2 separate regions of the Gossypium hirsutum genome follow, and region 1 is linked to region 2. The links are chromatin contacts, called in public Hi-C maps. All regions are on one chromosome and are shown on one strand. The core of a region is the stretch at or near the end of the contact, and the rest is flanking DNA. Distances in the headings are between cores, read along the strand shown. Region 1 holds the start of LOC107962490 (ubiquitin-fold modifier 1). Region 2 holds the start of LOC107962486 (small ribosomal subunit protein S13, mitochondrial).

Region 1 (6,455 bases), core at 1,256-3,755, 130 kb before region 2:
ACACATGGCATGTCAGGTGTCATTATCTAGTTATTTCATTAGTCACGTCAGTTTTTAATAGTACAGATGTAATTTTTAACAAAAAAATTAATTTATTCTTTGATCTAACGTACAAAAACTAATTTACTCATTTTTAATAGAGAAAACTAAATGTAATCTAACCTGTAATACGAAAATTTTCGTAATACTTTTACCGAATGATGTCATGCGAAGTTCTATATAGCATTTAAAAGCACTTTCGTGGTGCTTTAAATTCTTGGGAAGATAATAGCTTTGGGTAGACCAAAAGCTTCTAAATCTTTCAATGGATGTATTGTCCCACGTGCTTAAAGGATGTTTCATTGAAGAATCCCTTTCTTTTTTCTTTTTTTCCATCCTCCTCATCATAAAATCGAGAATATCCTCAATCAATTGAGTTAAGCTTCAATTTTTTTTTATTAAAACACTATTTTACACCTAATATAAACATAGCTCTAATAATCTTAATTGAATTATGAAAGATAATTGTTAAGTACGAATAAACTGCACTTAAAAAAATCTAAAATAATTTCAACGATCAACTAAGTTAAGTTTTAAGTTCTATATTTTATTCAAATCTCGTTAGATAATCTTAATTTCATTATGAATATCAATGGTTTTCAATGAGGTATTAACTTAATAGTAAGGTTGAAGTTTTGAAAACTCTGAGATTCAGGATTCAAGTTTAACTATGTGTAAATACCATATGTAAGTTCTCAATCAAAATTTAATTTAAGTTTTACGATATATGAATCTTGTTTAATCATTATTCTGATGATCAATTTGATGATGATATTGCATGTATTTGTAACCTAAAAAATGGATGAAAGTGAAATGGTAAGTGCAAGGAAACTAGATACACTGAAAGAAAACTCCATGAACCAAAAATAGCTTTACTTGAAGGAAGGAGATGAATGATAGAGTAAGTGGGATGGTGAAGGACCATGTAACATGGGAAGGGTCAGACCAGAATCTAAGGCTTGGCCCAGCCATTGTGCCATTGGCTCCATCTTCCATGTTCTCTTCTCTGCCTTCCTTTTTCCCTTTTTTATTTTCTCCAAAAAGTTCGAGCTGACTACATACATTTTTATGACTTTCATATATAATTTTATGGTAATCTCCAAAAGCGCATAATTGGGTATCATATCTTCTTCATTGGGCCCTCAAAGTACTAAAGCTAAGGGCATTGCCGGCCCATCTCAACCTAACACCCCAACTCAAGTGTTTCTCAATCATTATTAAATAGAAAATATCTGTCAATTGAATCTTAATTCGGTTGACATTGGTCAGTGAATCTTAATTCGGCTGATATTGGTATTATTATCAATATAAGAGACTGAATCATATATATTCTCTTATTTAAGGGTTGAGAAAAAAAATATCTTAAAAAATTTGAATTTAATTTAATTGATTTTTTTCGTTAAAATGAGTTGGAATTTTAGAATTTGTAATTTTTTATCTCCAAATTTGAGTATTGACTTTGGGCAAGCAACATAAAATTAATTTTTTTTAAAAATATTTGGATAATGTGTTTTTAATAATTCATGAAATTGTAGTTCCTCCCTAACCCATAAATAAAAAATAATGTGTTTCAATGCACTCGAAAACACATCCTCTTAAATTGATAACAATGCTCATGTTAATCGAACTAAAATACAATCCATATTCATTTACTTATTTTTTATGTGTAGGTTATATGTTGATGAATTTTTTTAAAATCATATAATTTATTTGTCATGTTTATGAATTTATAATAAAACATGTTCGCAAACCATTAAAAATATGTTCATAATATAATAATTATATTATAATATATAAAATAAAAAACACCAATGATAAAAAAAGTTATTAATCTAATCATAATATTCGTTATTTTATACAACTGGATAAATGAATAGAGACCATAAAAATAAACTATTTATGAATGAATATCATATATTCATTTTAAATTGCTTCATCATCGCTTAAAATTTTTAAATAGACTTATATAAAATTAAAAAAAATACAAAAATAATTAAAAATAAAGATATAATTCTTAAAAATTAAAAAAGTTTCTAGTGGCTCAATTTCAAAGTATCACATTATTACACTTTAATAGAATCCAAATTTAGGGATTAAATTGGATAAAAATTATCAAATTTTGAAACTAATGTGAACAAAAAAATCAGAGGCCATAGTTGGAAAAGTTACAAGTTGAGAGACTGGGCACTAAATGTTCCTTTATTCCTATTCATTTTTCCTCTCCAAATCTAGTATTTAATTAACAAACTTTAAGGACTAAACTGGGAACTCTGATAACGTTAGAGACTAAAGTAGGAAAAAAATTTAAGGACTAAAGTGATAAAAACGGTATACTTCAAGGACTAAAGTTTGCATTAAGATTTTAATTAATTATATAATCAGAATATTTCTAATCAAAGGTCCAGGCCCAATGAACCCAGCTCCTTTTTAGGCCAAAACCCAGCCCATTCGAAGTCGATTTTTTTCACTGTTTTTCATTTATAGCGATATCTATATATTAATTTCGAGAAATTTAATTAAAAAGATTATATATAATCAGATCTCTTTTTGTTGGGAAAATTTCAGAAAGCAAAGGAGAGAAATGGCGAGCGGAGGAAAAGTGTCATTTAAAGTCACTCTTACCTCTGATCCTAAGCTCCCTTTCAAAGTGTGAGTTCTTTTTTTTTTTTTTTGGGGGGGGGGGAGGGTTCGATCGCTTGATTTAATTTTCCCTAATTTTGGTTATTAATCTTGATTTTTTTTATATGATTTTCGTAATTGCAGGTTTAGCGTGCCTGAAGCAGCCCCTTTTACAGCCGTCTTGAAATTCGCAGCCGAGGAATTCAAAGTCCCTCCTCAAACCAGTGCTATCATCACCAATGGTAATTCAATTCGTTCCTTCTACTCTTTTTCTTTTTTGGATTTAAGTATTGATTTTGGTGATTTTATATTTCTTTCTGCATGTTTCAATTAAATCACATGCTTTTTTTTGTTAAATTAGGATTTGGGAATTGGAAGATGTAAACTGGCTTAGATTAGCAAATTTGCCCTTTTTTAAAGGAAATCGAAATAATTGGTGAATTAGGCAGAATTCAATTTAGTACAATCTGATTTTCTTAGGCAACTATGATGAAAAAAAATACGTGATCAAAATAATTGTTTTTCTTTTAATATTTTGATAGAATTGGCAGATGTTATATGCTTTTTTGTCAAGTGCAATCTCTTTATTTATTTTCTATTATGTTATTTAAAGTGTTTTTTTTTTAACATTTGGGCTATTTTTTTTTCTTAGCTATATTATCTTGTTCCCCTACTTAAAATTCATCTGTATTCACTTATTTGTGGCTGCAAACATTGTGTTAATTTCATGAGAAGTTGTCAACTATGGTTAAAGGCTATTCATTGTTTTTCAATGTGCAATGTTTTTTCTCCCTACCTGGAGCAAAATGGGTCATAAGTCAATCAGGGTTGTTCGGTCTTATTGATTAGTAATGACATGAGAGACTTGTACAGAGGAGCACATTACGGTGCTCCATTTTTTCTATACATATGGTTGTCATTTAGTTAGATTAGCTAAAATATCAAGCAGGCCAAGACAATGAAAAGACACTATATGCTCTTTAGCAAACAATTAAAAATGGCCTAATCAAGTTCATCATATTTGAAAGGATTCATTATCTTCTGCTTGAAATTTGGTTCTGTTTGTCGATAAATGATAGTTGGAACCGATTGTTGATAAATCAAAACTTTGCCAAGGTTAACTCTCCATAAGCAGCTTTGGCTCCATTTTTATCATTTACTTTTCAATAATCATAGTTGCAACTATGTTGTTTTAAATATAAATGTGTATATAGTTGGGATCAGCTGGGCATGTCAACTCTATGATGTTAGGTATCTTAATATGTTCATCCTAAATTATATGTTAGTTTCCACTTCATTTTATATTGAATTATATTATGTTTTTTTCTGAAAACAGATGGTGTGGGAATCAATCCTCAGCAAAGTGCAGGTATGCTGACACTTAATTGTTGTTGACTAATTTTAGGGTTTTAGAGCTTCATTTTATTTGCTCTTCTTTATCAAGTCTCCTGAAATTTTACCATTTTCTTTAAACTTTGCACTTGAAATAAGCATCGATATTTTCATTTTTGAGAATCCGGCATTTAAGATTAGTTTAGGATATCATTTAAGCAGACAGGCATTCCTGTGTCAGTTTCACTTTCGTTGAATACTTTCAGAAAAACTTAATGATGTGAATTGCAGCTATGTTAAGTCTATTCTACCTCTCTTCTCATGCTTGGTGTCTGTGTTGAATGTTCATCCTATTATGACTTATGTAAATAGAATCTCCGTCTAAGCCGGAAAATAAAATAGCTATTATGCGGTTACAACAATGAAAAGATTTTGCACTTTTAGTTTATGATTTATGTTTACCTATAACACTCGATTGGATTTGGCAGGAAATGTGTTCCTCAAACATGGATCGGAACTTCGCCTGATTCCCCGTGACAGGGTGGGAGCCTTTTGAAATAACAAAAACTTCATTTGTTATCTCTGAGTGAGAAGACTGGTTATGACTTTGTTTGGTTATGGATCCTTTGTTTTGGTATGTATGTTTAAACTTTTACTTGAGTGTAGAACATGACGGATAGCAAATTCTTTTTTCCCTAAAGAAAATATATAAGAGCAATAATAAAATAAAGACCCTGAATTTTGTTTGATGCAACTTAATGTTTGGTTTCATTTCATCTCGATGTTTTTTTATTGGTAACATTTTTATTTTATTACTTGATGTTTGAGCAATGTAATTATCCTTTAATCATGTGTTTAGTGTTCGATTTTTATTTTACGATACATTAAATGAATAAAAGGAAATTTTCAGAAGTCCTAAGAATTCTAAGAAAATCTCTAAAATATTAAAAAATTTCTATATTGAAAAAACTATAAGATTGTAATAAAAGAAAACTTTTGACATTTTAAAAGGGGATAATTTCATATTTGCCCTTTTTACTTTATCAAAACTTTTAAGTTTTTAAATGTTTAATATGCCTTTTATAACTTGTTCCGTCTTCCAAAAATGTACTTGGGTTTAACGGTGTTAAAGTATAACGTGTCAGTGCATTTGGTCCACTATAATACTACCACGTGAAACTTTTCTACAAAAATGAAATTCCAAAAAAATCTTAAAATATCCAAGTTTTTATTTGAAATTACTTAAATTATAAAAATGCAAAAGTTCTAAAATTTCAGAAATTATAATTTTTTTAAATATAGGTTTCTTTATTAATTCAATTTTTTAATTTATATAAAAAATTCAGAATTTTTTAGGATTTTATAATTCTAAAATTTCAAAATATATAAAACTTAATTGTTCTTTTTCTAAAATTATAAAAATACTTTATATAGATTAAAAATTCAAATTATAAAAACCAAAAGTATTCAAATATTACTTTATATAACTTCAAAATATGAAAATATTATTTTGTATATAAAATTACAATTTCTTCTAAAAGTAAAAAAAAACTATAAACTAATAATTAATTTTTTTTTCTAAAATTTTAGTTTTCTTGAAAAAAATAAAAGCCATGTTTTTTTTTCAAAAATTTCAGAGATTATTGGAATATTGAAAAAAAAGAATTATATTTACTACAATAAAATATTTTTATATTTATTTGTAATTTTTAATATAATAAAAATATTTATTATATTTATGGTAGTGGCTTTTAATATAATACCTTTTAATATATTTATAATGTGTTAGGAAATTTTTATTTTAATATTTTTAGTGCATTTAGTGTATTATATATTTTTAAAAAAAATTTAAATAAAAAATAATTTAAAAAAATAAATATGGGTAGACCGAATTAGACTCGAGTTTACTTTTCTTAAATTGAGTTTAACTTGAATAAAAAATAAAATTATTTTTTGAATTGAATCAAACCCAAAATAAAAAAAATTGATCTGAATACTTTACATATACTTAAACTAAATCCAACTCAACTCATGAATTCCTCTAATCCAATTTAACCCATTGCTCAATTTTTTATTTTTTCTTAATTCAAGCCTTTGATAGTTCTGGAGACAACTATTAAAATATGTATATAATATAATATAATATATATCTGCATTCAACTATTTATTTTATTTCTCACTTTTTGGGAAATTGAAACGAGAAAGAAAAGTATCCCAAATATCAATGATGCAAAGACAATTTATATGGGCAGTGTAAGAAGTTTTCAATTTTTTTAATTTGTGATAACATTGGAAGATTTTATAAATATAATATAATATTGTAAGAGCTTACTGAACCCATACTAACCTATTTTCCATTTTTTATTTGTTTCACTAAACTATATTTTATTAACTGACATCAAAATCATGAGATAATGAGTATCAAACCTGAGTCAAAGAACACCAATAATATCTAGAAATATACA
Region 2 (6,039 bases), core at 2,900-5,399:
ATTTTCTTAAGCCTTAGGAGAAGAGATTTTCTCTCCATTATCAATATAGCATAGAAGAAGAGATTTTCTCACCAAGCTCGGATCTCCATCATTTGTCGTTAAATCAGCTTAATTTTTTTTTATATGTGCTTCTCTTCACCTATAACTCTTTCTTGGTCATTGGGATCAACGGGCAAGTCAACAGACTATCTCCAACTCTTTGACCCAAATTCAAACCTTTTTTTTGCTTTGATGTTCTCTTCTATTTTTTGCAGATTTTTCTTTGTTAATAGTCTGATATTTGGCTCAATGTGGTTTTTTTGTGCTTATTGATTGTTGTTTGCTTGGGTTTTTAGTTGATTTGAATATAGGTTTATTTGGTGAATGAGTGATGTTATTGGTGAATGTGACATTGTTTGCTAGTATCAGATCTTGGGAAATGTTGTTGCAAATTGAAAGTTGGACTAATGATTGTTGCTATGATAATCTTCCATTATTTTCCCATTCTCTTGTTTAGTTTGATAGATGATGAGCGACTTATTGAATCTACTTTCTTTTCTTATAGTTCCAAGAAAAAATGAGACTTATTTTTTAAATTTATATTTAACTAACTATTTGAATCATGTCCATTAAAAAGTGCGGATGAAGCTTGAGAGAGGAAGTGTGCTTTAGAGAGGGTGAGTTGAGAGAGACAGGCGAACAATGAGAAGAATGGAAAAAATAAGAAAAAAAATAAGGGAAATAAGGGAAGAAAAAAAAAGGAAATGAAGTAGAAAAAGATTTAAAAATAAGGTTAAATTTTTTTAAAAAAATTTATTTAAATGTGATGAAGTAGATGACACGTCAGTATTTAACAGCACAATTTATGTCACATTAGACTTCCATATACCACTAACGTCGAATAATGACATAATGATCAAAAAGTTACAAATCAATAAAGTCATTGATCAAAACATAATAAAATAAAGTTCAGTGACTAAAACATAATTTAAATCATGCATAAGTAGTTTTATAGTCTACCGAAAATTAAATTTGGGAATAGGTGATGCGAATGGTATAGATGAAATAATGAGATATCATCTCTGAATAAATTTATTTTGCACACACTTAATTCTAAAATTTGTCTTAAATTTTGTGTGCTAGAGAACAAAATTTATTTATAACAAAATAACATATATCTATTTTTTTTAATTATTTTGAAATAATGAATCAAAGTTGTAGAAACTAGAAAATAACAAAACAAGCAAATTTGCTTCTTTTTTTTTCCGTTGAATAAGTTAATTAATACCATAAGCACAAATAAAAGAAAGGTTAATTTTGTCCTACCAATTTCTTTTTACTTTCCATCAGTACAGGAAAATAGTTTTTCCACCACTTATCAATGAAATCACTTTCTCTTATTTTTTAGAAAGTAACTTTTAAGAGAATGTTACATTCCAATGAAAGTAAATTAATATTTTCTTGCCAAACAATAAAATCACATTCCAACTAATTAAATTTTTTTGGAAAGTGATAACATTCCGTCATATCAAATGGCCTCTAAGTTCTTTACTATGAACATATAAGCCCTTTTTATCTTCATGACTTCAAATAATTTTAGAACCATCTCTATTTCATGTAATTTTATCTTCAAGCCTTTATATTATCACCGAACTTGTATCCTTAATTTTAAGTCTCATGTTTGGAAAAGGATTCTTTCAAAACATGCTGCCCAGTTATCTTACGTGGAATTGAACTTTTCTATCTTGGAGTCTTCTAAATGTATTGCATCATGTAGATAGATATTGTATAAATATCCAACTTAAAAAATAAGAATACATACAAAGTTCAAATTTGTCAATGATAAAACTAATGCAGAGACGAGTTGTGGCTTGTCATGTGGGCACAACTTGTACCATAAGTCGTAGTGTAGTAACAATTAAATTGTCTTTTTAAAAATTTATCTATATATGGTGTTTAGGCTAGTTATGGTCTTTTTAAGAGATTATTTATAATCCAAAAGAGAAATTAGTTTATTCTAACAATTAATAATTTATTAAAAATAAAGTTGAAAATTAAAAAATAGGAAGAAAAAAAATTGTTTTTTAGTGAGCTCAGTACGCGATACCATAGAAAAGCCGTAACATTTTTGTAAGGAAACCAGGCTTAAAATCTTCGTGTATGCATCTTTTATTGGAGTTACCAATCTTTGCCTCTGTAGAGTTGTCTCACTTTCATCAGATATACCTTTTAAGTAATCTGTGCTCTTTAGATTTCCCAGCAATTGAACTGATGATAAAGGGCATTATTCAACTGTTTGCGTCTGCAAAAGATAAGCTCAAACTGGCCACTTTATGCCTTTGATTCGCAGCTTCCATAGCAACAAACTTCATCTTGGCCAATCGATATAAATAAATGGGTCTTTGGAATTAAAATCGGGGGGAGTTTCAGACTCTAGGTGCTCAATGCGGGTTATACAGTAGCGCATGCATGCCGAACCTAATAGAAAACCATATCAAATGGCATCAAAAGAGCTGCCTACATGACACTTACAACTTCTATTGTGTTGACAACCTGAAAATAAAGTAATACTATCCTCGGTAGTTTTAGACCAATTTTTATGATGTTCATGTAAAAGTAAACAGGAAGCATCTTGGCAGTGCTAGAAATTAATGATTGACGATCACATAACAGTAAGACATGAAGAAATGGCAGATGGTACGACATCAAATCCATGTTCTAAAAGGATTCCATAAATAATAGCTAAAGGGTATTCAATTATTCCACCCAACATAAGAAACTTGAACCAGTTAGGTTAAACAATATGCATAATTGGATTCAATTCAAGGGGGGAAAGTTATTGAGCTGATATAGCAGGTCTAATTGAAAATTTTCAAAATAAGTTGCAACTTAAGGCGAGAAATTAGACCTAAGCATAAGAAGCTCTGTGTCTTTCTGAAACAGCAGTTAGTCCCTTTTTTGCGGTCCGGGAATTGGTTTTTGTGCGCTGTCCTCGGCAAGGCAATTTATCCTCGTGCCGGATCCCTTTGTAGCATTGAAGACCTTTCAATCTGGTTATGTCCGCATTGATGCATCGCCTCTAAATTACCAAAGAAATGTATAACATTTGAGAACGCAAGTTTTATCAAGCAAGTAGAGAAGGGAAAAAAGTTCATACCAAATCTTCTCCAATGATGTATGTGGAAGAGACGTGCTCGCGAAGAGCCATGAGTTCTCTTCCTGTCAATTCCCTAGTGAGTTTGTTATCTATATTGAGCTCGCTTAAGATCTGGCGAGCTCTGCTACGACCAATTCCATAGATGCTCTGTAGAGAAACTGCAATGCGCTTGTGGTCTGGAATTTCAGCACTTCCCACACGAATGCCTTGTACTCTTATTCCATGAAACTGCATGAAACAGTGAAAGAACAAAAGTTCCCAGCAGGTACCATAAAACATATAAGTTCTTTTTTTCTGAAAACAAATGAAACCCTGATTTCAACTATCAAACCGAGTTTATCCCAGATGAACTATATACTTGGCCTACACAAATGCACAACATAACTATAAGATCCTATCAGGTTTGTTGCAGTTCAATGGGAAAGAAAAAAGAAACCCAATTTAACAATAACACCATTAAACTGATATAAAAGTCTTGACTGGTTAATACCAAAATCTAATTTACATATTGTTTTAAGAAAAACATTTACTTCCTAGATTTCAACATGTTAATGGAACAAGGACAAAAAAATATCAAAACCAACTTCTAATTTTCCTTGATTAAAAAGTGTAAATGGAAAAAGACTAATAGAAACAGACAGATCCATGAACCCAGAAACCCAAAGCTGATAAACACTAATTAGGAAATCATTAGTTCTAAAAATGATATAATCCTAATCCTTGGCAAGAGGTCAATGGATGAAAAAAATTCTTAAGATCGTAAATATTATGGATATCGAGAAATAAGGAGAGGCACTGACCGTCATGGTTTGAAGGAGGCGATGACCGACATCAGATAGTGTTCCGACAGAACACCGTAACCCCAACATTCTTAGACGCTGAAAGAGTTTAGATTTGACGAGAATCAGAGCCTGCAACTTTGGTAAGAGGGATTTTTGCAAGGGTTTTGTTTATCATTCAGGACTTTGGGAGTTCAAAGAGCAAAGATCCACTTGGGCTGTTGAGTCTTGGGAGCGCCGATGAAAACTTAAAGCATTGATCTGTTTGTAGTCTTGCCCTATAGCCCAAACCTTTTGGATAAGCCCGAGATTAGTCCCTCTCCTGGGCTATGACGGCTAAGTTTTGACATGTCTTTGCCATGCTAATTACAATGGAATAGTATGAACTTTATTCACTTATATATATATATATATATGAGTTGAAAAGAACGACCAAATAGTTTACTTTATGATTTATTATTAGTTATTTAAATGTTATTATATTGTTGTATTTTTCCTTTATAGTAAGTATTTTTATTAAATATTTTTATTTTAAGTGTGAATTTTAAGTTTATGGTGATATTTTAGTGATTAGGATTAGTTGGAATGTTATATATTATTTTTAAGTGTTTGTAAAATATATAGTTTATTTTTCAGTTAATGTTGTTAGTATATTGAGATATTATTTAAATGTTATTATATTATTATATTTTAGTGTATTGGAATATTATTATAATTTAGTTTATTTGTTATGTTGTTGTGAAATTTAGGGTATTAGAATAAAAAGTTAATATATATGATATTGCAAATTATGTTGTTTTATTACTTGGAGTTAAATTACAGAAACTCTAAAGATGGCCACTAGTGGAAACTTGTTGAGATTTAAGGATACATATATTTCTACACGTCAACATGAATCAGTAAAATCTCGTAATTGGAAACTTCTTCGCATGCCAAATATTGTTTTATCTTAATTTTATATTAGCAAGTTTTTTTTTTCAAAAAACTGGAAATAATCAATATATTTGTTTAATTACAAGTACCTTTACAGGCATAACATCCAACATTGAAATTTGGGTATCGAGGAACTCATACAGCCATGGAGTCATATCTCAATGAGTTCGAGTTTTACAATCTGACTCGTGCTCGATATTAGAAAAGGATTCATGCATTGGTTATGGTGTTGCAGGTTTGAGATACGCGTATTCCATTTTCTATGTGGAGAATGCACAATCACATTTGAGGGCATGATTCTACAACTTGGCCTTTCAAATTGAGAACCATGTTGCCAAAAATGATGTAATTTATAAGATCTACAACATGTACTTGGGCAAGCATTTGGAAAGCAAATACGCAAAAGGTCTTTGTTTGAATATGACATAATTAGAACAAAATTTTGTAATGAATGATTGATCAAGTCTCAACAAATTATGCTCATTGCAAAATTTGCGGTTGATAGGAGAGATGCTAATGTCTGATAAATTTGGTAATTTATTTCATGTGGCATATCTCCCATTGTTAGCCTATCTACAAGAGTGTAGGGGCTACAGTTGGGGTTCAGTTGCCTTTGCATTTCTATATCGGGAGATGTGTCTATTAGGATTTAGTGTTTTAAGTGTAGTTTATTCATCATTTGTACTTATAATTGTATGAAAAGACTAACTTAAATAAAATCCCACTATTCACTTTAATGTTGTTTGTATTTGTCATTGACAGTTTTTACACATAAAGCAAAATGTAAGCAAACATTGACTCATTGATGACCTAATGTTTAACTAATACTAAGTTGCATTATGTGGTCAGATTGTAATGCGAGAAGATACCTTATATTAGTAGGTAACCTAAAAGTTCCATCGTCTGATAAATTGGCATTGAGAAAATCGATTAAAGGACAGTATGTCGTCTATCAAGTCCAAGAGAGATACATTATCTAGGGTATCTGAGCGGTTGACTCACAAAAGATAGAAACATGAATGTAATTGTCTGAATTAACAAGACCCAAGTTTAATTAATCCTAGGTCCATTTATGGATTAATTCATTTGTGGCATTCATAGTATAACTTACCTCAATATTAAGTGACTTACCTCAATTCTGAGTAAGTTGAATTATCTAATTTTTTACTAATTTTGCATTTCATCTCCACT

What was found. A called contact is a pair of places that touch in the nucleus more often than the background predicts.
Region 1: a Hi-C map of leaf shows a contact between it and region 2, with 2.2 times the contacts expected there. The contact joins the promoter of LOC107962490 here to the promoter of LOC107962486 in region 2. A contact is called at or near these places in 3 of 34 Hi-C or Micro-C datasets (cotyledon and leaf).

Annotation. Positions count from the first base shown.
Region 1 is chrA06:6,823,574-6,830,028 of Gossypium_hirsutum_v2.1, reverse strand. It overlaps LOC107962490 (ubiquitin-fold modifier 1), which reads left to right and starts at 2,505. Exons shown (of 4, transcript XM_016898898.2): 1 at 2,505-2,688; 2 at 2,803-2,900; 3 at 3,995-4,027; 4 at 4,479-4,744. The coding sequence starts at 2,621. The coding sequence ends at 4,546.
Region 2 is chrA06:6,695,013-6,701,051 of Gossypium_hirsutum_v2.1, reverse strand. LOC107962486 (small ribosomal subunit protein S13, mitochondrial) reads right to left here and starts at 4,149. Exons shown (of 4, transcript XM_041114996.1): 1 at 3,937-4,149; 2 at 3,137-3,364; 3 at 2,888-3,058; 4 at 2,036-2,457. The coding sequence starts at 4,005. The coding sequence ends at 2,888.